2 separate regions of the Mus musculus genome follow, and region 2 is linked to region 1. Evidence: chromatin contacts called from public HiChIP or PLAC-seq data. All regions are on one chromosome and are shown on one strand. The core of a region is the stretch at or near the end of the contact, and the rest is flanking DNA. Distances in the headings are between cores, read along the strand shown.

The links. HiChIP or PLAC-seq counts read pairs in DNA pulled down with a chosen protein or histone mark.
Region 2: a contact with region 1 is called in an H3K27ac HiChIP or PLAC-seq map of extraembryonic endoderm stem cells. The contact joins two enhancer-like sites. A contact is called at or near these places in 1 of 15 datasets of contacts at CTCF or cohesin (stem cell-derived epiblast-like cells), 3 of 484 Hi-C or Micro-C datasets (bone marrow-derived macrophages and embryonic stem cells), 12 of 115 datasets of contacts at active chromatin or transcription factors (the NIH/3T3 cell line, bone marrow-derived macrophages, a colorectal cancer cell line and 5 more) and 1 of 9 other capture datasets (embryonic stem cells).

What each region holds. Positions count from the first base shown.
Region 1 is chr2:60,687,054-60,691,541 of GRCm38.p6, forward strand. It overlaps a transcript of Itgb6 not described here. Among named protein-coding and RNA genes, the nearest start is that of Gm33436, 3.3 kb to the right of the region's middle. Within about 2 kb of position 2,223, at least 147 of the 459 cell types and tissues checked have an H3K27ac peak or open chromatin away from gene starts, as enhancers often do. A contact at or near this core is called in the NIH/3T3 cell line, a colorectal cancer cell line and extraembryonic endoderm stem cells, where this site is marked.
Region 2 is chr2:61,399,583-61,404,730 of GRCm38.p6, forward strand. No RefSeq gene overlaps it. Among named protein-coding and RNA genes, the nearest start is that of Gm39834, 32 kb to the left of the region's middle. Within about 2 kb of position 2,104, at least 176 of the 459 cell types and tissues checked have an H3K27ac peak or open chromatin away from gene starts, as enhancers often do. A contact at or near this core is called in the NIH/3T3 cell line, a colorectal cancer cell line and extraembryonic endoderm stem cells, where this site is marked.

The DNA of each region.
Region 1 (4,488 bases), core at 973-3,472:
ATCACCGAGGTATTTGATTTAGTTTTACTTGTTGTTGGAATGAGACAAAATTATAGTTAAAGCAATATTTCCAGATAATTTATTTCACAAATATAGGGCTATCTCATTTTTTAAAATCAACAATCTGTCTTAAGACATGAACTATCCTGCAAATAACTCTGAAATGCCAGTGGCTGGCAGTGATTCTTGCTGACAGTGACTTAGTGGGGATGCTGGAGTCAAATCCAAGCAGTCTGAGGATAAGCAAATGGTTAACCTTTGCATTAGCTTACCGTGTGCCGGGCACCTTCGAAATCTCTACCATACTCTAAGGTGACACACGTTTCCCCACTCAGAGATATCTGGTAAAATGTTTTTAGTCCAGTGATTTCATATATGGATTTCTGACAAAACCCATTCCCACATTCCCTATTTTCCTTTATTATTAACTTCTTCTGGCTTGTACAATGCAGTTTTTACAATTAAGAAATCAAGACCAGTACATTGGTTCTCTGACATCCATCTTCATTCAGATTTCCTCGTTTCTATCCTACCCTTTTCTGTCTACAAATTCTATTAGGACATCACATTACACTTGCTGACATGTCTTTAGGACCTTCTGTGGACTCTTCCCCATTTCACTGAAGAACAAGTGAGGCACATATGGAGGGTAACTAGCTCACTACTGCTTCCTAGCTACTTAGTGGGGATGTTGGCCTCAAATCCAAGCAGCATAAGCATACGGTTAACCTTTGCACTAATGTATTGTTGTTACCTTAATGGCATTATTTCACATTGAAGCACATGGTTCTTTGTCAGGTCTGGCAGGCAGGCTGGCAGAGTAGCATGCATAACTGACCTGGTGGCTTCACTGAAGTAGAGAAACCACTCATATAGGCAGTTACAACAATGGAAAGGTAGGTCCCTGGTTCCTGAAGAGCTTCTGGCCATCACAGGAGGCTTATAAAACAGAAATTGATTCTCCTTCTGGAGGCTCCGAGTGAGCCCTGGACCTCTCTCCTAGTTCCAAATGACCCCCAGCAATCATTGGCTCCCTGGAGTTGCAGATGTGTCTCTCAGATATCTCCTTCACACATCTTCCTACATGGACTCTTGGCCATTGAAGTTCTGACCATTGCTGTCCTCTCAAGGAGACCTTTAGTTCTATCTTTTCCTGGCATGCATGTGTGTGTGTGGGTGTGTGTATTGTAGTCTTTTGAGACAGGGTTTCTCTATATAGCCCTGGCTGGCTTGGAACTCACTCTGTAGAGCAGGCTGGCCTCCAACTCAGAAATCCACCTGCCTCTGCTTCTCAAGTGTTGGGATTAAAGGCATGCACCACCACTGCCCGGCTCTGACTTATATCTAAATGACCATTTTTCCAAATAAGACTCCATTCACAGACATCAAGAAGTTAGACACAGCTTTTGGATATAGCCACTATTCAACCCATTTCAGAGATTAGTAATTCACATAGGCTTCTTGGGTGGAGTAAATGAGACAAAATTATATAAGATCCCTGCATGGAAGGACTGTTTAAAATGAGTTGTTGTTATCATTATTGTTATTGTTACTATTGTTATTGTGTATAATACAAGTTTTCTCAATACACAGGTATTAGGTTGGGTGAATATCCCAAATGAAATCATGCCACACATCCAAGACTAGTTAGGATGTCTACCAGTAACCTTACTGTTATGTGAACATTATGGTTCTGGTTGTATTTATTTGTTTAGTTCTATCAGGAACTTTATAGGGCCGTTCTAACTCTGGCCTGTGTCTGTCTCTGTGTCTGTCTCTCTCTCTCTTTGTGTGTGTGTGTGTGTGTGTGTGTGTGTGTGTGTGTGTGTGTGTGTGTGTATCTGAGATAGAGCAGGGTAGAGGGTACCCTCCATCAAGACTTTTTCCTAAGGACATTTGTCCAAAAGACAAAAGCTCTTAAGCTTACAAAGGGTTTCTTCATCCATTGAGCTGGGGAGGAGGATGGATGCATTTCCTGCCCTTGCCCAGGCTGATGGACAAGCTGCAGGAAAACAGCTGGCCGGCTCAGCTGCTCCCCGCCCTTGGGATGGCCTCTGCGGTCACTGGTGGCAGCACTTCCGATTTCTGTTCAGGATCTTTATCTGAGAGGCAGAATTCCAGCCGTGTACTGAGTGCCAGGCTGGTCTCCACCCCACTGCACTGCGCTGCTACTCCACCCACTGCCTCTGCTGTCTGTGTGATCTTTTCCTGGCAGCCTCAGGACTCTGAGCTGGCTAGGGCGAATTCCTTCTGCATTTGTCAGAGTCTTAGAATGTCAGGGCAAGCAGAGAACTCAGTCAAGTCCACTCCGTTCGTTGCCTCTCCATTCCTTCCTTTCTTGAGCAGACATGCATTAAACATTCACTCCCACAAGGCCCCTCCTAGGCAGCGGGCAATATGCGATATCAAGCAAGTTCAAAGGGCGATGGATAGCACCTCTCAGTCTGAGTAGATGCTTGTATAGTCGCCAGTAATCATTGACAGTTTATGTTTTGCTTAGAAACAATTTAACATACCTGCTTTTAACCCGATGGCTAACTACTGGCAGAACTTACTGGGTCTATGATTTTGGAAGGAGAAAAAAGATTGCATCCTCATGTTCAACAATCCTACGTTGAACCTAACTAAACATATTATGACAGCTGGCACCAAGAGAAGCCCAACATATTTTGACTATCGTTTTGTAGTTGATACAAATGTCTCAAAATGGTGTCTACATGTAGCATCCTGTCAAAATCACAGTGGACATTAGGGCTGCCATTGAACCTCTTATCTACATTGCTACCAAAGAGGTACATGTGTTGCAGAAATGGACATTTGTTTTTTTTCAGTATTTCAATAACTATATTCAATCTAGTTAGCTTTTTTCTTTCTTCCTTTTTTTGTAAGTTGGTTTTTATTATGGTATATGTTTTATTTTAGAATTTAGAGATGTTTCATTTTCATTAGATTGTTAATGGGGTCTAGGGAAGGATGGTAGTCATGGAAACTGAATACCCCTTTTGTGGGGCGTTCCAGAGTAGGACAGTATATTTGGTATAATGTGGTATAGGAGGTGTTTCATATTTAGAAAGGTGTAGTCAATTTCTTTAAGAATATTTTTTTTTAGCATAAGTAAATTCCTTAACTCTTGAGGCCTGTGAGTTTCAGGCACAGTTCATTCATATTGCACATCCACTAGGGTCTAGGTTTCTAAAGAAAAGTAGACAAGAAACACAGAAGTGCCCTTGCATATTTGAACACACACACACACACACACACACACACACACGGGGGGGGGGGGGGTTGTATTACTGTTCCCTACTTAACATACTTGAATTGTTGAATTCCCTGTAGGGTAACTGAAAGCAGTTGACTTTTGACCCTCTTTGATATATTTAGTTTGGCCAACACTACCAGAACTTTCTGAATTACAAAGTTGAGAGAGACTCTGAGGTTTGAAAAATTACAGAAATGTGTCCTGACAGAAGTTTTGAAGTTGAAGATAGAAACCTCTGGCTGGGTGGGGTGGCACACACCCTTAATACCAGCTCCTGAAGACAGAGGCAGGTGAATCTCTGTGAGTTCCACGCCAGCCTGGTCTATAGAGTGAGTTCCAGGACAGTCAGAGCTACTCAGAGAAACCCTGTCTTGAAAATCCAAAAATGAAGGAGGAGGAAGAGAAAGAGGAGGAAGAGGAGAAAAGAAAGGAAAGAAAGCAGACAGGAAGGAAGGAAGGAAGGAAGGAAGGAAGGAAGGAAGGAAGGAAGGAAGGAAGAGAGGGAGGGAGGGAGGGAGGAAGGAAGGAAGGAAGGAAGGAAGGAAGGAACCTTTTAATGAAAGAAGGGCTCATTTTTTTTTTCATTTAACTTTCTCACCTTCACTCCAGTATGACCCACTGGTGATTCACACTTAAATATCTACACACCAGCCACTCTGGTTATACACAACCCAGTTGCCCACTCCTCCATTTGAGAACAGTACCGTTTTTATTTATCGAAGTTCAGGAAAAGGAACATTTTGTTGAATAAATTTGTTTCATTTGTTGTTATTGCTGTTTTGTTTTGTTTTAAGTATGTGGGGCAAATAGAGCTGATGATGCTTTCTCTTTGTGAGAAGAAAAAAAAGTCACAAAATTGGAAACCACTAGAGTTAGCTTCATGTCTCTGCTCATTGAATAATGGATGTATTGCTGAAAGAAAGGGACAAAATTGTGTACATGCATGTGCACACATGCACACATGCGTGCGCGCGCACACACACACACACACACACACACACACACACACATTAGAAGTATGACTTTTTAAAGAATAGCAAGACCCCATCATGGGGTGGGGGAATGGACAAATGTAAAACTTTCTAACTCTCTGAGACAGAATCTCCCCTCTCATTACATCCCTGGATACACACATTTTACATCCTTATCTTACAAACCTGTTTCAGGAAATTAAAATGGGGTGATTTGAACAAGCAATTAATAATACTTACAATTCCTTGTTTTCAATT
Region 2 (5,148 bases), core at 854-3,353, 710 kb after region 1:
CCCTCTTCATCTTGGAGCTTGCCTCACTGTTTTTGTTTTGTTTTGTTTTGTTTTTTGTTTTTTGTTTTTTGTTTTTTTTTCTCATCACCCAGAGGACATCTCTGGGAGTCATTTCCTTGTGGATAAATGTTTTTCCAACAGCTTAGGTGAGAGATTTTCAAATTTCAAAACAATTGATAAAGGGAAATGACCACTGAAAATACAGATATCAGAACCATGTGTCTCTCTGCCCCCATAGCCTCTTGGCAAGAAAAACAACAAAACAAAACAATCTTCATTTCAAATAGAGTCTTACACAAAGGATTAGCAGAAAAACTGTAAATCCTGTAGCCACTTTAGAAAGTACAGAGAAAAGAAACTCTATTCTCCTGCTGACCCACACACCAGAAAGACTCAGAGGCTCTCTAATAGAGCTGTGTTGAAACCCCTTGGGAATCTCTAGGCAACACTTAGAGACAACATTTAGTAGAGAACACCATATAATAGATACTGTTGTTTGTTTTGTTTTAACACATTTAGTGTCTACAGTTCTCAATCTCTGGTCCCCAAAAAGGCCTAGGTATCCCAACCTTTCCTTCAAAGCCATGGCTAAGACAATATTTCATTTCTCTCATGAAGCATCAGGACAGGTCTAATACGGGTGTTCCTTTCCTTTGTGAAGAGGCTAGATTTAACACTTTCCGCTGTAATTGTGTGAGGTTTGGTCTCAAATACAAAACTGTGGTACAGCACTGTTTGAAGAAATAATTGCGTTAAGCATGCAATAGTGATAGAGTGCCAGAGAAGAAACGGTCTCCTCGCAAAATTAACTGATGCTCATCCATTGCAAGATGACGTTTTAGAGGACACAAAGATAAAAATAAAAAAAAAATTAAAAAATTAAAAAAACAAACGCAAACTCTACACTGTATTGACTTGGAAGAGGAAATAAAACTTAGCAGTATTAAAGAGGTCTCTAAACTGAAAGTGAACCAATTGCTAAAATGGAAGGTCTGTAGATAATGGGAAGGGGCGGTGAGCAACACTGGCTGGAATGATCAAGAGGAGATCTGGAAATACAAGGTTGATTTAAGATAGACTCTGAAGGAAGGACTTAAAAGAAAAGAAACGACATTCCCAGCAAGTATCTGGTAAACCATGGCATACTTGCCAAGAAGAAATTTCATTTTGAGGTCATAAATGCCCAGATTGATCTAATCTTTATTCAAAACAAACTTCTAAGAAGAAGTTTAAGTGAACTTAGATCCTTAACAAAGGAGCCATTTCCCACTGAGAGGACTTAGATTGGGGCTTCTCCAGTTATCCTCAGCAGCCTCCAATTAGTCTAATCTCTGTAGGACGTGATCTCCGCCCAAGGCATTTGGGGGAGAAGGGTAAACACTGCCTTCTTTCTGGTCGCAGTAACAATTTTGAAATACTAACAGATAGATTATCCTTGTGCTTTTATCTTTCACCTTCCACCCCAGCTGCTTTGCACTCTTAGCCAGAGAGAGGGAGAAGGGAAGGGGAAAGAAGGGGGGAGAGAGAGAAGAAGAAGAGGAGGAGAGAGGAGAGAAGTGGGGAAGGGGGGGTAGGAGAGGCGCCACAAGGGGAGAGAGATGGTTGTTTTGTAGTACAAGATGGATGGGGGAGGGGAAACTTTGACTTTGAAAACTCCAAGTGGAAATTTTGAAAAAAGATAGGGAACGATTCTTAAGTTGCCCTCATCTTTAAAGATGTTGCACTAGATTAAGATGCCTAACATCATACAGTCTTCTATCTAGAACCACCCCCCCCCTTTTTTTTTCAAAACAAATGGTATGTTTCCTGGGGGCTTGGCTTCTCTGCAATTGTGTAGCCCTTGGTAGAATGACGTACTAGAGCCTTGGCCTCTCCTTTTCTTTATCATTAAGTGGGTACCAAATATGCTTCATTGATAAGGGCTTAATATTTTGTTATCTCTCCATTGAACCAAAATTCAAGGCGATGAATGCTTCAGCATATTCTAGAGTTCAAAATGTAAAGCCCAACAATTTTATCTAGTCTCATGACCTTAGTTTCCACGTATAAAGGCAAAAACCTCCAGCAAAGGGATGTTGTGTCTGCCTCAGACAGTGGTGGTGAAGGTTAAATTAGATACTGCTGAGGCATTTGCCACGGTGGGGGTGGGGGAAGTTGGCTCAGAGGACATAAGCACTACTGGTTTATTGGTGACAGAATGTCACATAAGAGCCCTCGTGTGCTTGTTTTCAATAAGTCTTTTCTGGCTAGTTAAACAACCCTATTTTAAGAGTCCCCAAAGTTAGGCATATACACGCCTCTTCCCTCTCTCTCCCCGCCAACACCTCACAATGACAGGGTCAAGAGACCGCCTTTGGTATATGCTGCCCCAAACCGACTCTTCTAGTCCCTGCTAATAAAATGTAAAGAATGTGATACAACAGGCGTCCCGAGTTAGGAGACGGAGGGAGGCTGCCAGAGATGTGGTCCCAGTGGGCTCTCAAAACCTCTAGTATTCAGTTTATCTTGGGTAAAGCCTTTGTTAGAATTAAAGAAAAAAAAAAAAAAAAGGCAGGCTGTTGCAAACCAGCTTCTCGGTAAGCTATAGTCGCTTCCTTGGCTACCCGCGACATGGGAATAATCGTTCAACTAGTCCCATTTCTATTGCGACTGGAAACAGGAAACGAATAAGGTACAGTCTTAAACAAAAACAAAGAGACTGAAAGACAAACCAGATTGTCCCAGGGTTCAGGAGAGGTTTGTGCTAAGTGTTAGAAGGTTCAGATCTGGTGGATCCTCCCCCACTTTCTGCCATTCCAGAAATTCCTTAGGGGGGGAGGTGAGGCGGGGGGGTGGGGGGGGGGGGGGGAAACGAAGAGCTGTTCTAAACTGCACAGCACTGCCATCTTCAGGGCCAACGGGGAAAATATTTTCCGGGTCAGTCAGACAAATCATCGTCCTGAATGCTTCATTTAAATATAATCAAATGCTTAAAACTTTGACAAGCATACAGTCTGTAACAGATTTTCTTTTTCTTTTAGCGTTTTCCATGTTTGGAATGTCAAAGGACACATTTTGGGGGGGGGAGGAGTCTGTGTATGTGATATATGAACATTAAAAATACGTATTTGCCAATTGAAAGTTATTTTCAACTGGAAAGATTAACTAGCTTACACTACACTGCCAGGTGATGGAGCAAAACAGACGCAAACATAGTGTTCTGAAATTTTTTTTTCCGTAAAAAGAAGAAAGGATGAATGTAATGGTTCCACAGTGCCGTTTGAACAGATGGTGTGATTAACAACTAGTGTGTTAGCCGTCTCAGGAGCTCACCGAGAGTAAACAAATGCAACGGGAAAATCACTTTCCTCCCCAAAGAGTTTTTAGTTCATTTTATTACGAAAATTTGGAAGTCTGCATTTTGAAAGCTGAGTATCCTTAGAGGATACTGGGAATAAGAAGGGAGGGAGGAGTTTCTGGAGGAAGACTCAGAAAGACTATTCTCTTCCTGATGAAGAATGCCGAAGCTCTCACAGAGCTGAGATGGGGGTAGTCTGGGCTGCGGCTGTCATCGGGATGCTGGAGGTGGGTGGTGCATGGTCCTACACACAAGCCATAAAATAAAAAGGTCAGATTCTCTTCCCGGCTCTTGTCCTTGCTCTCTCTGGACTGCGGTTTCTTTTGTTTGAAAATCTGAAGGAAAACCAGACCAACTGAACAGCTGTGTTTCAGAAACTTTAATGTGCACCTGGGGATCTCATTAAGATGCAAATTCTAACCTGGGGTAAGGTAAGGTCCAGGCTTTGAAATTCTTACAGACTCCTAGGTAATGCTGATGCTGCTGATCCATGGCCTGCGTTTACCACCTGGCCTCTAAGAGCCTTCCAGTGGTGGTGCTCTAGCATCCCATAATAGGTGATGCAAAGCTAGCTGATAAGAGGCAGAGTCTGCCTTCCTAAGCCCGACTCAGAACTACTTGTGGATAAAAATACCTAATAAATATATCACACGTTGCACTGATTTTTTTAAAGACCTTTTTTTTTTAAGTATTTTTCTATGGGAAGGTATTTCGCGTGAGTAGAGTGTGCAAGGACCAGAAGAGTACACACGAGGTGGAGTTATATATAGTAGTCATGAGCTGTCATAGTGGGTGCTATGAACTGAACTCAGGTCCTCTCCTCAGCAAGGTCAGAACACCCTGCTGAGCCATCCCTCTTGCATGGGTTTTAAAAGTAAATCACTTAGGTTGTCTGTTTTCTTTTAATCTGCTAGAGAATTAATCTGGAAGGGACCCCAAACCACAGCCACAGCCCATACATTATATTATATATTATGGGGATGAGATGATCAAGAGTCTGAGATGGAGCATCAGACAGCATCTGCATAGTCAACATCAATCCCAAGACTGCGGGGGATTTTAAAATGTCACTTTAGGAAAGGCACTGGAATCAGAATAGAACGTCTTGGGGGAAAATATCTATAAAATGCATATCAGGCTCATATCCAGAAAACATGAAGAATTTTCAAACCCCAATAGTATGAAACCAGCCTAGACCAGTGAGACAGTCTGTGGGCAGGGGTACTTGTCACCAGCCTAACTGACAGACAACCAGAGTTCAGTCCTCAGGATGCAAATTGATCCTTGAGAATTAATTCCTGCAAACCGTCCTTAGAGTGCCTCACTCACCCACTGTGGCATGCGCACCCACCAACCCACAAACACATAATCCATAAATACATGTGATTTTTTTACACAAAATATTTCCATTTTAAAGGGGGCAAAGACTTAGAGTAGATGCTTTTGCAAATGGGAAATACAAATGGTAACGGATAAGTTCAGCATCATTGGCCGCTATGAAATTCATACTGAACCCATCACGAGGCACCTATCACAAGAACTAAGTTTAGAACTATTGACAATATCAAGTGGTGATACGAATGAGGAGAAACAAGATCACTCACCTGCACATCTCTTGACAAGACAAAGCAGAGGTGAGAGAAGATGTGACACGTGGCAAAGAAATAGCGAGGTGACTACGTCACATCTAAATGTACACCATTCAAATCTGCATAGACTTATGTGCTTAATATACCAATTTACTTCATGTTAGTTATTATAATAGATTCTCATGTGTGTGTGTGTCTGTGTGTCTATATGAGTGTCTCTGT